Linked DNA regions of Anser cygnoides: region 2 is linked to region 1. A link is a contact called in public Hi-C data. All regions are on one chromosome and are shown on one strand. Each heading gives the region's core, a stretch centred on a gene start, on an enhancer-like site or on the middle of the called end of the contact. The rest is flanking DNA. Distances are from core to core; before and after follow the strand shown.

The links. A called contact is a pair of places that touch in the nucleus more often than the background predicts.
Region 2: a contact with region 1 is called in a Hi-C map of granulosa cells, with 3 times the contacts expected there. The contact joins two enhancer-like sites. A contact is called at or near these places in 3 of 7 Hi-C or Micro-C datasets (granulosa cells and liver).

The regions. Positions count from the first base shown.
Region 1 is chr1:145,489,059-145,496,150 of Taihu_goose_T2T_genome, forward strand. ST6GAL2 (ST6 beta-galactoside alpha-2,6-sialyltransferase 2) reads right to left here. Exons shown (of 6, transcript XM_013190226.3): 2 at 5,481-6,483; 3 at 1,151-1,248. The coding sequence starts at 6,456. Among named protein-coding and RNA genes, the nearest start is that of ST6GAL2, 160 kb to the right of the region's middle. Within about 2 kb of position 3,198, at least 1 of the 3 cell types and tissues checked has open chromatin away from gene starts, as enhancers often do.
Region 2 is chr1:145,825,504-145,832,845 of Taihu_goose_T2T_genome, forward strand. No RefSeq gene overlaps it. Among named protein-coding and RNA genes, the nearest start is that of SLC5A7, 35 kb to the right of the region's middle. Within about 2 kb of position 4,133, at least 1 of the 3 cell types and tissues checked has open chromatin away from gene starts, as enhancers often do.

The sequences.
Region 1 (7,092 bases), core at 1,948-4,447:
ACACTGAGATCAATGTTCTCTTATACATTGATTTCACAACTAAAGTCAGATATTTTGGGTTTCTTCCTGTTAGTAAAACAGGAGTCGTATTTAACCCACATAGTTTCAAATATCCAGGCTGCCCTGCATTGTCACAAAGAGCTACAAAACGAGTGTGAAGGGAATGGCAGCAAAAAGTATTCTATATATGGTGGCAAAGAACATGATTTTATACAGAGAACACACCCACCAAGGATGGACATTGCATGAGCCATCGCTGAAAGCAGAGAAAAAAAAATGAACTCATAAGAAAAGCTGCAAATGAAATTTCTGTGTTCAACAAAAATCATTATGTACATATCATGCTTCGTGGCCAACCATACTATTGGCATTGACTAATTAAACTCTCTCTGTCGGTATTTCATAAAATTTCACAGTAATTCTGTTGCTACATTTTAGCTGCATTTCATGAAGAGGAAAAAGGCTTAGTTTGCCCAAGATCAGAGTTCAGGCAATGTTTTTTTCAAAATTAAAAAACTACTCACAGCCATAAGGTGTCACTATAGCTCAATGCATACTTTATTTGTTGACACTCATATGCAGAAAATCCCATTTTCTGTTTCCACTCAGATAAACAAACTCATCTCAGATGTAATATCCAACGGACATAAAAGTTTTTTTTTTTTTTTTTAATAGTTCACTCCAAATTTTTAAAGAACGATGACTTGCCTAAAGTTATACATTAAGACCACTCAGTTCCCATTTCTTTCTCCTTCTAGCACGGAAATAATTGGGGAACTGGAGAATATAAGAAGAAAGCTTTGGAATCCCCACAGCCCAGGCTTTGTGAAGATCCCAGAGGTGGTGTGGCAAAGGTCTTTGGTACTTATGACTCTGGCACCCTGCTGAGCCTTTACAGATGTAGGACACACGAGAAATTCTACAAACAAATTCTTTGAGACAAGGATATCATGTAACTATTGCAATCACTCTACACTGACAGCACATGTAAACATCCCTGTAAGGGAGAACTTCTACCTGCTCTATATGTCATGACTGTTAAATCACTAGCTGTTTCCCAGATTACCCAACACTTTCTCAGAGGTTGTTAATTTAATGTCATCTTGTACAGAAGTGACATTGACTTGAATTCACAAAAGGAAGCTCCTACCTGGGAGTTGATGATTCGCATGGTTGTTTTATTTCCAACATCTTTTTCATAGCCACGTGTTGGAGCAGAATTAAATCTTAGAACAGCATCATGAGAATCTGGGAGTACAAATAAGGGGGGTTGTTTATATTATTTTTATTAGTCATACAGAATACTAAAATAAAACAAATGAATTAAACTAATGTAAAACTTGCACATTTTTCCTTATTTTTATATTCTATGAATGAAAAATGTTCTACTACAAGCAAACAAAAATCCTCTTGCATCTACCATTACCAACATCCACTAGGGAAAAAAAAAAAATCAATCATTTATAAATTCAGCTTTCAATACTTAAAAATGTCTCTTTATTGGATAAAAATAATATGGGAAGGTTTGTTCAATTGGTTGCTATCCCTATTTCAAAATTTACAAAGAATTATTACATGCAAAAGTATGTTAATTGCAAGGGTATCTAACTACACATTCAAATCAATAATGACACTCAACTATAAGCCTGAGTTTCACAGTATTGTATAATATTTGAAGAATCTCAGGCCACCCCAAACCTATTAACCAAACTAACTTATTCTCAAGGCCAGTACAGGTCTTAAAGAGTCTGTCTAGGAAGTTAATCCACAAAACTGCTCACACACAGAAACCTAAGGATCCCTCGGTAGCAAAGATCTAACAGAGCTGAACTGTCAAAGTTTCCCCACAAGCTGTTGACCTCAGAGTCATGCAGAACAGAAAACAGCTATAGGTCAAGTATGGGTCAAGCACAGATACTACATGCAGTCCTCTGCTGGATGAAAGATAATCATCTACCCAGTGCTTCCTTTCAGGGGGTATCAAAGCCCAAAAGTAGCGAGGGACAGGAAGAAATGATGCCTGTTGTCCAGAAACACACTATCCTTGTCAATATTCCCCTATACAGTTCACTTTTATCGCTTCTCCAGATTGAAGCAGAAAACATGTTTCAGACCAAAATGGTCATGTAATCCCTTAATTGTTTATACATTTGTTTATCTCTAGTCACTTCATATGTGGTTGGGTGTAGCTCAAAAATGGAGTAGGCAGAGGTTTCCAAAGGTAACTAATATGCTTCTATGGAGTTCAGGCCTGATCCTATCCAACTCCCATCTTCTGTCCTTTCACACCTTTACTCCACACTTCTTGTATTCCAGACAAGAAAATACTGTGTGACATGACGACAGCAGTTCAATCTCTGACATACTTGCTTGCCTGAACATGTGTCTGAAATGAGAAATTTTGCCAAACGTCCACTAAGCCCAACTTCTCACGGGCTGATAAGGAGTGGAGGCTTCTTCCATGTCCCTGCGCAGGAGCCACATATCTATCCCCAACACCTAACCTTCATCTGCCTAAGCAAAAGCATCTTGATTGTGTAGAAGCTAGAGGACATGAAGTCAATAGAAAGTGCAGGTACTCTACGCTTCTGGAGAAGGAAAAGAAAAACAGAGGTCCTTTACATCTGAAATTTGCTTATGAGTTTAAAATATAAGTTTGGACAACTATTTGAAAATCTTTTAAGTGTGAGTTGGGAATTGGATTGGGAATTGCACGGTTCACAACTTAGTTGAGAGACAGTGCACTGCATTTCCAAAAATTTTCACTCCAAAAAAAAAAGCTATTTTTATTAAAAAAAATAGGATGCAGCCACACAGTAACAATAACTGCTTTTAAGTTAACTAACTTTAATCTTAGTATCTTAGTGTTTGGAGATAAGCATTCCAAAGTTACAGAGAGTTTGAGGTTTGGTCACAGATCCCTGTTACTTCCTGATGATAACAAAACAACTAGGTCTCCCATTAAATAGCATAACCACGATGAGAGTATTTGCTGTATTGGCACAGACTTCCATACTTACTTTTATTAAAAAACGAGTGTGGGGCAGTGGCACCCACAATTGCACCAAAAGTACTCATTAAAATTTCTGCCTGCATTTCTAAAAGGAATACAGAAGAGGGCGCTAAAAGCATATGAAGAGAAAGGTCCTGTGCTGCTCCTTTCTCAAGCCTTTTTTTCTTTCAGGAGGATAAATAGTAAAAGCCTTTGCCTACAGCAACTTCATCAAGTAAGGCTGTACATCACATGGCCCAAACCCCAGAACTCATGCATAGGGTGTTTTTCCCCACTCCGTAATGACACAGACTTTGTGGACACTGAATAGCTTGGCAGGTTGGGCAAGCTGGCTCCAAAGAGCCAAGAGGAGCCATTCAAGGTGCCTCACAGCAGGCAGGCTGCTGGTGGTTTCAAACAACAGCTGTAATCCTGATGCCAGCTCTGTGAGGGGACTGTTTTCTCCTACAGCTATGCATGCACAGAATAAAAAAAATAAATAAAAGTGTATCTTACACAATCTGATCTTCCTCTTCCTGCTCAGATTCCTCTCACTTTTTCAGAGTACTAGAGGAGAGGTGGAAAGTCAAGGCCGTAAGCTCAGCTGCACCACATAACACCTGGACTCCACATGGGAAGATAGCTCCTTCCCCATATGAATAACAATACAAATAGATGCTGGAGCTTCCATTTTCCATATAAAGATGACGACACTGGAATGACATCTGTAGTACGCTGGCACTTCCACGGAGTAGCAACGGCCACTAAGACCCATCTAGCTGCTGTCAGTCAGCTGGGCCCCTGCAATTCTGGTCCCAATTGTCTGCTCAGCCAAAAGTACCTGCCCACGGCCTGCACAACACTTAGATAAAGTCTTTTGTGAGTCTTGCTGCCCCACATGCTTTCCTGTAAAATAGGTAGGAGGAGATCTGAAACTTCAGCATAGGCCTTACAAAGTAGCATCTCTTCCCTTTAGGTGGCATCAGAGGAAAAATTCCAATTAAATCTAAAAGCTATTTTGAAGTGAATGGCATAAGCTTTCTGTGCCCTGGGTCCTTCTGAGGGAATGGATACACACAGGAGTGTAAGGGCACCAAATCCCATCCTGGGCTGTACCTGAGCATGCACGTGTCATGATGCACACAGCCATATGTAAGTAAGTCACAATGTGTGGGGTTCCCCCAATTGTTCTCTGGGTTCGCCAGTACAGCACTAATCCATACTTGTGTGAACCGTATTTAATGGGGAATAACGATAACAAAGAATTTGTTTCAATCAAGAATTACACACTGGAGAAGGGAGGAGCTGTTAAGCTATTTTACCCCAGAGATTTCTAAATCAGTGGGGCTTCCTGTGAAACTGAGGGTTACCCTGGTTTGACTTTTGCTGCAGGCCAGCAGGGCACCTGGGTTGTGTTGGAGACCTATTAGAGCAGATTGGTAATTATAGAGGCTCTAATATATCCCAGAGATTTAAAGGAAATCCATCTGTGTTAAAGAGATGATAGAGTGTGATGAAGCAGGTATTGGGATGTGAAGTCCTGGAAGATGGGAGGATTAACAAAAGGTACATCAGAAGGTTTTTATAGGGAGCTGAAGGCGATAATTCTTTGCTCAGGAAGCAAGCTTGAAATGTACATTTCGTCCTTCTTACAATACTGCACATGTACTACAAAACGAACCACTGAGATATTAACATAACTACTAACACTCATTTTTGAGAAGAAAAAATAAAACTGACTTGGATTAGTTTTATGGCTCCACAATCCTCTTATGAACAGCTATCACAAAACTCTCAGCTTCGGGGAATTCTGTGTAACATTGACATCTCAGCACCATCTCACTGACTCAGTGCAGCAATGGAAAAACAATGGGAGGAGATACTCAAACTCATTTAAATTCACACTTGGAAAAGACATCAAGGGACTTAACCTTGGAGCATGAAGCTACTTACTCAAGGATCTATATTCTATATGCCTGTGAACTCTAAACATGCAGAAGATTAAGATGATGCTCTACTGCTTCTTGGCACGGAGACAAAGTTTAGCCTGGGACAGTTAACGCTACAAGCAGTTTCTCTACAAGTCACCCCAAAATATGGACAGGTACAACAGAACTTTTTGGAATAAAACCTGAATATGCCTCTAATCTGCTGAAGAAATAAACATACTTTGCATAAAAATGCCAAATATGGCAGATCCGTTGAAACAAGTGTCTTTTTTATACTACAAGCTGTAATATGCTAAGAAGGCATCATTGTTTTCTTCAAATCAAATTATGACTTCAGGCCAGATTTTCCTTTCAGTTATATTGCTCTGAAAGGGAACAGCTTCACTGAAATCTGTAAATTCACACTCACATAACACTGGTGAGAGTGAATAACCAGACCCTTCAGAGACCTACACTTGAGAAGAATGAATCCTTTGAAAGACAAACAGGAATACGCACGTGTACATACATATGCACATGAATAGATACATTTCACCCACCTATTTCATCCCCTAGAGAGGAGTTCAGTATGGCACCGGCAGACATAACTACAGCACAACTCCCAAAGCCATGTGTATACAATTTGCCCAGTGGAATTTGGGGAACGTGCTTCTCCCAACCAAGAGTGGAGAAGGGAGCCTCCTTGCCATCTATTGTTCTCACATTCACCCTTTCTTTTAGCTCACAGAAAAGCTGGTCGCCTGTCAACTTAGAGTTTCGTTTCCCTTTGAACCGCACCCCATGCTTATTAGTGCTCAAATAATCTTTCATCGCCTTCTGCAGTCGAGGGTTTAGCATCTTGGAAGAGACATCCCCTTTCCAAAGCTTGTAAAGAAAGGATTTCGACATCGTGGAATACAGCCCATCCCAGTCATCAGATTCATCAAGCATCTTGCTTCTCCTGTGCTTTGCGCTCCTTCTCCTCATTCTTCTCTGATGGCCCCAGTTGTTCTGTAAAATATTTTCTTTTGGATTATCCTCATCGGCTGAGATGAATTTTGCTATCTCTTGAAGGTTGCTGTGTGACTGAGGCTGACCAGCAGCAAATAAATAATCATCATTCACTTGGTAGAAAGCACTTTTTGATTTTCTTCCTAATTGGGATGGAAAATACTCATCTTCACTTCTAAAGGCATCTTCCAAATCAGTCCATTTCTTAATACTTCCAGTCCCTGATTTAAATGTACCTAAAAGGTCTTCATTCAGAAGTACCTCATTCCCATCGATGGTTTCATAGAACGACGGATCGTGTATGGCTCCCATTATGACTCTCTGCTTCCCCTGAAGGGGCAGAAGCCTCTTAGTTTCAATGTAAGAAAAGGAACTGGGAACGGGCTCAGCAGTATTGCTATCTGTAAAATAGATGAAGATCACCAGAAAAAGCAGACCCCACGCAAAGATCCCAAACAGCATAAGTTGTTTCCATTGCTTCAAGTTCGGTTTCATGGCAGTGCCTTTACCAGCTCCTCTGTACATTGAAGTATTGGTGAAGGAAAATGAAACCTGGAAAGAACATCAAATATTAATCAGGAATGGTTCTAAAAATAGATACAATTCAGAAATATCTTAAGAGGCTTTGATAGGAGCTGCAGAATTAATCTCTAAGCTGTAGCACGGCGCATTCAGAAGCAGAAACAAACTCTGGAGCCTGCAAACACTGTAGGAGTGACATGCTTTGGCTGTAACCACACAGTGACAGCTGCTAGCTACAAAAGAAGCTGGTGGCCAGTTTCTACAGTAACACTGGATCCTGCCTTCAGGGAGATCATGTGCCTGCCTGCTTCAGCTGTACAGAGCGTACAATTGCGAGAGCAAAAGCAAAACCCACGTCCGTCTGTATGCACAGTGGGGAGAATATTAGCTGCTTCTCTTTTGCCATGAAAAGTCCTTGCACGGTGAGACTGCAAGCAAGACAGCCAGTGCTCGAAGGCACCAAGCAGGGAGCACAAACTCATCTGGACAGTCCTCCTCTGCCCAAATCCCTGATGAGACAGTGCCCTATGGATATCAACAAGCGGCAATAGGGGAGAGCATCACTCTGGCAGGTCAGGGGGAGTCTTTTGTTTTCCTTAACTGGTATGAACTGGAATAGCCTCAGCAGCCAAATCATTT
Region 2 (7,342 bases), core at 2,883-5,382, 340 kb after region 1:
TTAACCAACACTATTTTATCCTGCCATTAAATTGTTATAATTACCCAGTATTTGACCAGATGGCAAGTCATTTCTAAAGTCAGACCAGGTGTTCAAGATGCAGAGATAATCACAAAGCTGATGACTGTGGTGAAACTAATTAAAAAGTGTGTTGCAGTGGCACAGTGGTGCTGTGGAGAGAGTGACCAAAAATAACAGGATAGAAAAGATGTGGTGTACTACAACAAAGTGATTTGGAAAATAGCAAGCAAAAACAAACAGTATTTAATTAATTCAAATGATCAAGGTCAGAGGAACACTCTAATAAACTATTATATAGTGCAATCTACTTGAGGCTTTCTGTTTTCTAACAGAAACGATAAGACAGAATTGAAAAGCAGAACTAATAAAGATGAAAACTGTCAATCCAATCAGAAGAGGGGCAAAAAAATGGGCACAGATGCACATCAAAATGAAATATGGGCACAAAAAATCCTTTTCATGCATATGAACGCTGATTACATGGCCACAGCTGGAAATTACAGAGAGCTTTATTCATTAAAGACTAGCTATCTTGAATTAGGCTTTGCTTTCATGACAAAGCAACAGAGTAGCAAAGCAATGAAGTGCCATGCTGTGCCTGCAGCTCCCCAGAGCATGCTGCCCCTTAGCCTGCAGCCAGCATGCTTCTGCTTAATAGACACCTTCACCTTTCCAGGACCAAAAATCAATTCTGACATGAGGGAAAATGCATTTAAGTGGGGAAGGGGGAGGTGGGGAGTACAGGAAAAAGAAAAAAAGAAAAAAAAAAAACTTTTAAAACATCCCCAGGAAGTAAACACCCCGCCACAAGGTAACAGAAATCCAAATGCCTTATTGCCAGCTAGGTGCACGTCGGTCCACACTGCCTGCTCAGTACTTTGTGATCGTCTCTGGCTGTGTGCTCTAAAAATGTAAGTGTGAATGCTCACGCTGTGACCGTGGCCCCGAGGAGATCATTAATTGGCTTTGTGCTATGCCCATACATGAAGCCTGATGCTAAGGGGTCCTGGACGCAAGTAAAAGCTGAGACCTATTAAAGACAGTTCTCTATGAGCTTTTTCAGGCACGAAAGGGAGGTGTTCCTAGCTGCCTGCCTCCAGCAGAAGGGGTGTTCCTCACTGCCTGCTCAAGAGCCTGGGGCCACCCACCAGGAACAGGTTTGTAACGTCAACGGGCTGAGGACAGCCTCAGATCCTCCTCTTCATTGATCACTTTTTCCATCAAAGAATGATGAAAATTTTATGTACCCCTTCACTCTGCATTGCCACACTGTGTCACTGGCATGTTTTTGCACAGTTGTATGGGAACTTTTCCTAGCGATAGGAGGTAGGATTCAGAGCCACTCTGCAGATAGACTTTAATTTATTTATTTATTTTAATCTCTGAGAGAGTGTGTGAACTGGTCACATTTTGTGCAAGGGTGCTAGTAGTATTTGCAGTTTCATCCACCTCTTCCAACAATTGAGTTTCTCCTTGTTGCAAGTGTCTTTGCCTGCAGAAAAGTTGGATAATTTTTGGTGCAAAGGTGGTAGGATTTGAGATAGGAACAGGTACCAGATGGATTTGATAAATCAGTTGATAGTCCAATTAACTCAGCCGGTAGGAATTTTGCCTTCACATTAGCACTAGCAATAACATCTTGTTGGCCTCTCTCTCTTGATTGGGGCTATAGACTGCAGAAACCCTGCTGCTGCAATCACGTTGCTTCAGACATTCTCTGGGAAGCAGAAGGGGTCAATATGTTAATGACTGTGAACAATTGATATCTGTGGTACCTTATTTAGTCATTGATGTCCAGAGCAGAGTAAGCTGAAAAACATAGTCTGTTCAAACATTATCTCCCTTCTTTTTTAATCAGTTCTCTAGCTGGCTCAAAAACAGAAGGTTCCTTTTTAATCCATTCTGTGGTGTGTTTTTTTTTTCTTTCTTTTTTATTTTTTCCTCTTTTAATTGACACCAGATTTTGGAACATTTAATCAACTGTATTTGTGACATTGATGTTAGGAACACATTTCCCTCAGTGGAATGAGGAAAAATAAAGAGCCATAACTGGAAACAGGAGTGTAGACCCCAGATAATGGTGCAAATCTATGGAAAACAGTTTACATAGTTGAAAATATAGCCACATTCATTCCAGCAGTGTTTCCTCACCACAAAATATACACTGCAGGGTATTTAACTTTCCAAGTATTTTTAACCTCTTAGGCAGCTGGTATTCTGGGGAGAAAAAAAAAAAATGTCTAAATTTTATACTCCGTTTTCTACAGTTTCTAATGGATATTTTTCTAGGGGCAGTTATGAGCACATGTCCCAAGGACTGCAGCTGCTCTGCAAGCTGGTGCAGGCACAATGTCTCCCACCTTGGAGTCTCCCTCCTTGGAGATCTTCAAAAGCTGCCTAGACATGGCTTTCCAAACCCCATCCCTGTGTCAGGACCCTGGGAGCATCCCTCCTCCTGGTGGTTTGGCTGCAGGGGCTCAAGGCCAGCTTAGATTTGGTATAATCAAGATCAGCCCCCATCCCATTCAGACTGTGTTCCTATGTCTCCTGGCTCTCTTGTCCCTGCTTCCACCTCTTGTACACTTCATTTTTACGTCTAAGTTTCATCAGGATTTCCTTGTTTATCTACCTAGCTCTCCTGGACCCCTCCTCCCTCCAGGGCTGTATTCCATGGGACTCTTCCAATGAGGTCTTTGAATATTCCAAAGTCTATCCCAAATGGGGGATATGGAGGTCCTAAGAGATCTCTACAGCCTTTCAGGTTATTGCAAGACAGACAGGAGGTCACCAGCCATTCACTCAAATTAAAGTAGTCTTGGTAGTCATCTGGTCCTAAGCTCATAGGTATAATTTGAGATAACTGTCACTTATTCTGTAACGAATTTGCATCATTTCTTTCAGAAAATGCTTTGGATTTCCCCTTTCAAAATAAACAGTTAAACAAAACTCGTATTCTGAAGTTTGAGGTAACCTTTTTTTCCCCATCAAGAAACCTAGATGCTCTGTGCTGATCCCATGCTAGTTCCACAAAAATGCAGTATTACTAGCTTTGTGAATGGCACCAGTTCTGCAAACAGTAAAATACCTGTTCAGCTGTGACAATTCTGTGCTATTTAAATTTTAATGCATGTTCAAAGACCTCAAAATCAGGCCCTGAATCAGATTAAGCTCAGTCCAAGTAGACGTAACCTACTGTCATATTTACATATGTTAATTCTGTGACAAAATAGAGAAGAGCATCTCAGTAATAACTCCACTCATGCTAATAAAACCAAGGTGTCTAGAGAGGATAATTACTCTATGACCTTGCTGCTTCACGGTGAATGACCTTGTAAGATTGGAGTGTCGAGGTGGCTGAAAATGTTCTGGTAGAAGGCTTTTCCATTAGAGACTGATCCCAGAGCTGAGACATTGCACAAGAACATATACATTGTCCTGAAGATTTTGACACAAAATTACCGAAATTGTCGGTTTAAATAATTTTGCAGCTCTCAGCTTAATGTGATTGCAAAGCTCTATTTGAACTAGTACATCGGAATTTGAAATGCACAAGGTACAATATAAAACTCAAAGCAAGAAACTTAAAGTGAAGCCTTTAAATAAAGTCGTGTCAATGTTTCTCACACTGTCTCAGTGAAAAAATAAAAATAAAAAATTACATGTAATTCACAACATGAAGGAAGAATGAAAGGTAGAATGCTTTTCACTTTTTGACTAGAGGTACCTAAAGAAGCATATTACTAGGGCAAAAAGACAAAGACTAGCATCTCCCAGATAGGCAAAATAGAGTTAATTTCTTTATTTGGGACTTCCTTTCAATTTATGTAATTAAGACACTGAGATGATAGCAATGTTCTCACGGTTTGAGAGGAACAAATACCTGTGTTCTACACAGAAAAGAGATAATTTATCAAACGCTAAGGATAATCAGCATATTTACATACACACTTTTATGTTTAACTGCCAATTTCTGTTTCCCAATTAAAGTGGTTTATTTGACTCTTATCTTTAGCTAATTAGTACTTATTTTAGGGAGTGAATACAGAGTAGGTTTCATGGGAAAGTAAAATCATTGGCTCCAAGTAAGGGGAATAGCTCGATGGCTGGTAGAGAATTGCCCCAGATAATGAATTCCTACATGTTTTGTAATGTAACCTAATGTCTCATGCAGCTACTAAGCTCCCAGATGGCCCAGCAGAGGCACATACTCATCAGGTGACATATTAGCCAATTTAAAAGATAATTAGTAAGCACCACTCTTTCTGTATTCTTTAAGCATTAGGAAGATTCACATTCCACTCTTTTATGTACTGGCCTCCAATTGAAAACATACGGAGTGACTTTTTGTGTGTTTGTGTGTGTGTAGGTGCTGTTCTCTGGCTGCTCCCACTGACCTCAGCACCGAACCTATTTGTTAAAGATTCTTTTGTGTACTTATGCTACTGTGGTTTTGTTTTTCTAAGCATCTCTATTTTTTAAGGTAGTCACACTGTCAGGATATCTGCTGCTACAGTTGCCATTCCAAGTTTCATACTAGGGGCAATTTGTTTTTATTTTTCTTATATCAACAATCCCAGTGCTTTACATCACCAACACAGTGAATGAGGCAGGTATGATCCAATTATTGAAGGATATCAATACTATGTATGCTGGCAACCCAAAACTTTTGTGAAATTATTCACCAAAATGATGAGAAAGATGAGGAAATTCCAGGAAATGAGCCCTGAGACTGGTTCGCTTCTGAACCAAAGTATGGACCTAGCTCATCTGGGTTCCCATCTTTTTTGACAAGTAGGTAATAACTGAGCAGCTCTAAAAAACTGAGTGTATAACTGTGTACAGCTAAGGTTATACACAGTTATCCTGAGGTTAGCTCTCCCTCAGGATTTAGTCTGGACAGGACAGGCTCTGAATTAAGGGGCGCAGCTGCTCTGTAGTAGTGTAAGCAGATCACTACATCCTTCTCCCCAGAGCATCCCAGCCTGTTTTCCTTCCTGAAGCAGCAAATAGTGAAAGGTGTGAAGCACTGGGACAAGTCTATGGGAACAAGATCCTGGGACCTGACCCTTTACCATCTGGATTTCAGACAGATTGGCCTATATCTGTTTTGCATTCCTCAGGTGCCCAATCCTATAATTAATTTCTCCATTGCATATGTACACCTATTCCAGCAACTGTTTATAACCTAGAGGAGGTTTAAATACAGTCAACACACACAAAATAGTTGTTCATGCTGGATTCAGCTGCTTAGATCTTTTTATCCAATCATTTTTCAGTCATAAGCACATTTTTTTTCCTGTTTGCTCATACCTCAGTGTCAATTTTCTGCCATTAAAATCTCAACAGGACAATTATATAGGTATTATGAAGGTGGAAATTCCATTTAAACACATTGTCATCCACCTACCACTTAGTCTCCTGTATGTGCTTGAGCCACAGTGCTCAGTTGCAAAGTCCTAAGTCTGCCTCCAGATCCGTAATTACTTCACGTTAATCCTTTGTATGCCATTTAGATAGACCCACAAACAGACAAATACTCTTTGCTTTGCAGCATACAGTTCCAGCTGAGTGCAGTGACATGTAGGTACCTTCATGTGCCTTACTGTTTCTACATCTTCATTTCCTCAACCCGTCAGAGGTGGATGACAGACATTTTTGCAAAGAGCTATGGATGAAAGGTGGTAAGACTCATCACAAATGAGGTAGAAGAGAGTGCTGGGAGTGGTTTAGACTCACCCAGCAGAACCGGTTATTTACCCCACCTCGCACTAACCAGTTATAATTTCAGCAGGACACTGCTGCTGCTGGCCAAAACTATAATTAGTCCAAAATTACTTATCATGCAGTCAGCCTTTATGGAGGGCTTCAAACATTAGAAACAAGAGTGCAGATCAGGTGGGAGAAAGCACATGCTCAGGCACCCACGGCCATCAGCACAACTGGGAGATTGGCTGGTGGGTCAGAAAGGTGCATCAGGTGTCAAGATGCTGGAGCAGAAAGAAGCGGGGTCCCTGCAAGGGCTCGAGGCACTCAGAGGCTCACCTGACACCAACCCCACTCCCCTCCCCAAATGCAGGATCTCAAGCTTTTACAAGATGTTTCCATTTTTCTCAATGCCTTAAAGGCCTTGGCCTCCACCCCGGGCAAAACACTGTGCATTGTTTTCCCAGGCTTCAGCAGCCATACCCTGCTGATCAGCTAGGCTTGTTTTTGTGCTTTGTTGTTGCTTCTCTTCTTTGTTATACTTACAGCAATTTCTCCTCAGCTCTCAATGTTGCACTTCTTCAACAGCAAATAATTTTCCATCACAGAGGTGTTTATAGTTGGGCAGACTCTGTTTACAGCTCATGCCCAAGGCCTTCACTGTCATCCCACGCTCAAACCATCCATCATGGCCAGGGACTCCATGTGACAAACTGGGGTTCACACAGAAAGTTACCACAAGGAGTTGAGATGCTTATAGGAGCAAAGAACATTTTCTTTCACAGTGATTTAATAGCTACATATTTCCCCAGTCACCATAAGAAAGGGATAGGCAGGCTCTGCCTTTTCCAAGGTCTGGGTTTAGAGGACTGTCATTGCACACACAGCCAGTGTGGGAAAAGTGGGAAAAGTGGCAGAATATTCCCCTCCCCACCATCAGAAGTATGAAGCAACCTCAGCTCCCGTGGATTTCAGTGGGCTGGCAGGGACCTTGAAAACACTACCACTGCGATTTCTGTCTCTGTGCCTTCACTTGGAAGAGGTTCTGACTGTAATCACCTAGGCGTCTGTTGTGGGCTGCAGAAATGCAGAGAAATATCTGGATTTCATAAGCTGCTGCTTCTGCACTCCTTCAAGTTAAGGACAACCGTACAGATTTCTGTGAAATACCAGTGAAAAAAAAAAGCTCTAAGACTTAGAGGTGAAATTTGTCACAGCTGTGAATGTATACAGCCAAGTGTTAAACCCTTGAAAAGAAGATTAAATGTGTAAATGAGAGGCATTTCAAAGAGACAGCAACAGAAGTCTGTGGCAGTAAAAATTAGGCATACTGTGTAAAAGGTGTTATTCTGAAAAGAGAACTTACAGATTCCTGTGAATGGAGCAAAGTTGAAACCATAACTATTCTTGTTGAGAGACTAGCAGCTTTGCCTATTGAAAGTAGATTGTTTACAAAAATTGCTTTATGCTAAGCATATTATGTCTATGAAGCTCTAATGATCACAGAGTCAATGGCTCAAATATTAAAAGACAAAGTTATAGCTGTGTGTCATAGAGCACAATTATTGGACTTACAATTTATACTGAAAATATGAGACAGGTTGTGCTCAGATGTCTG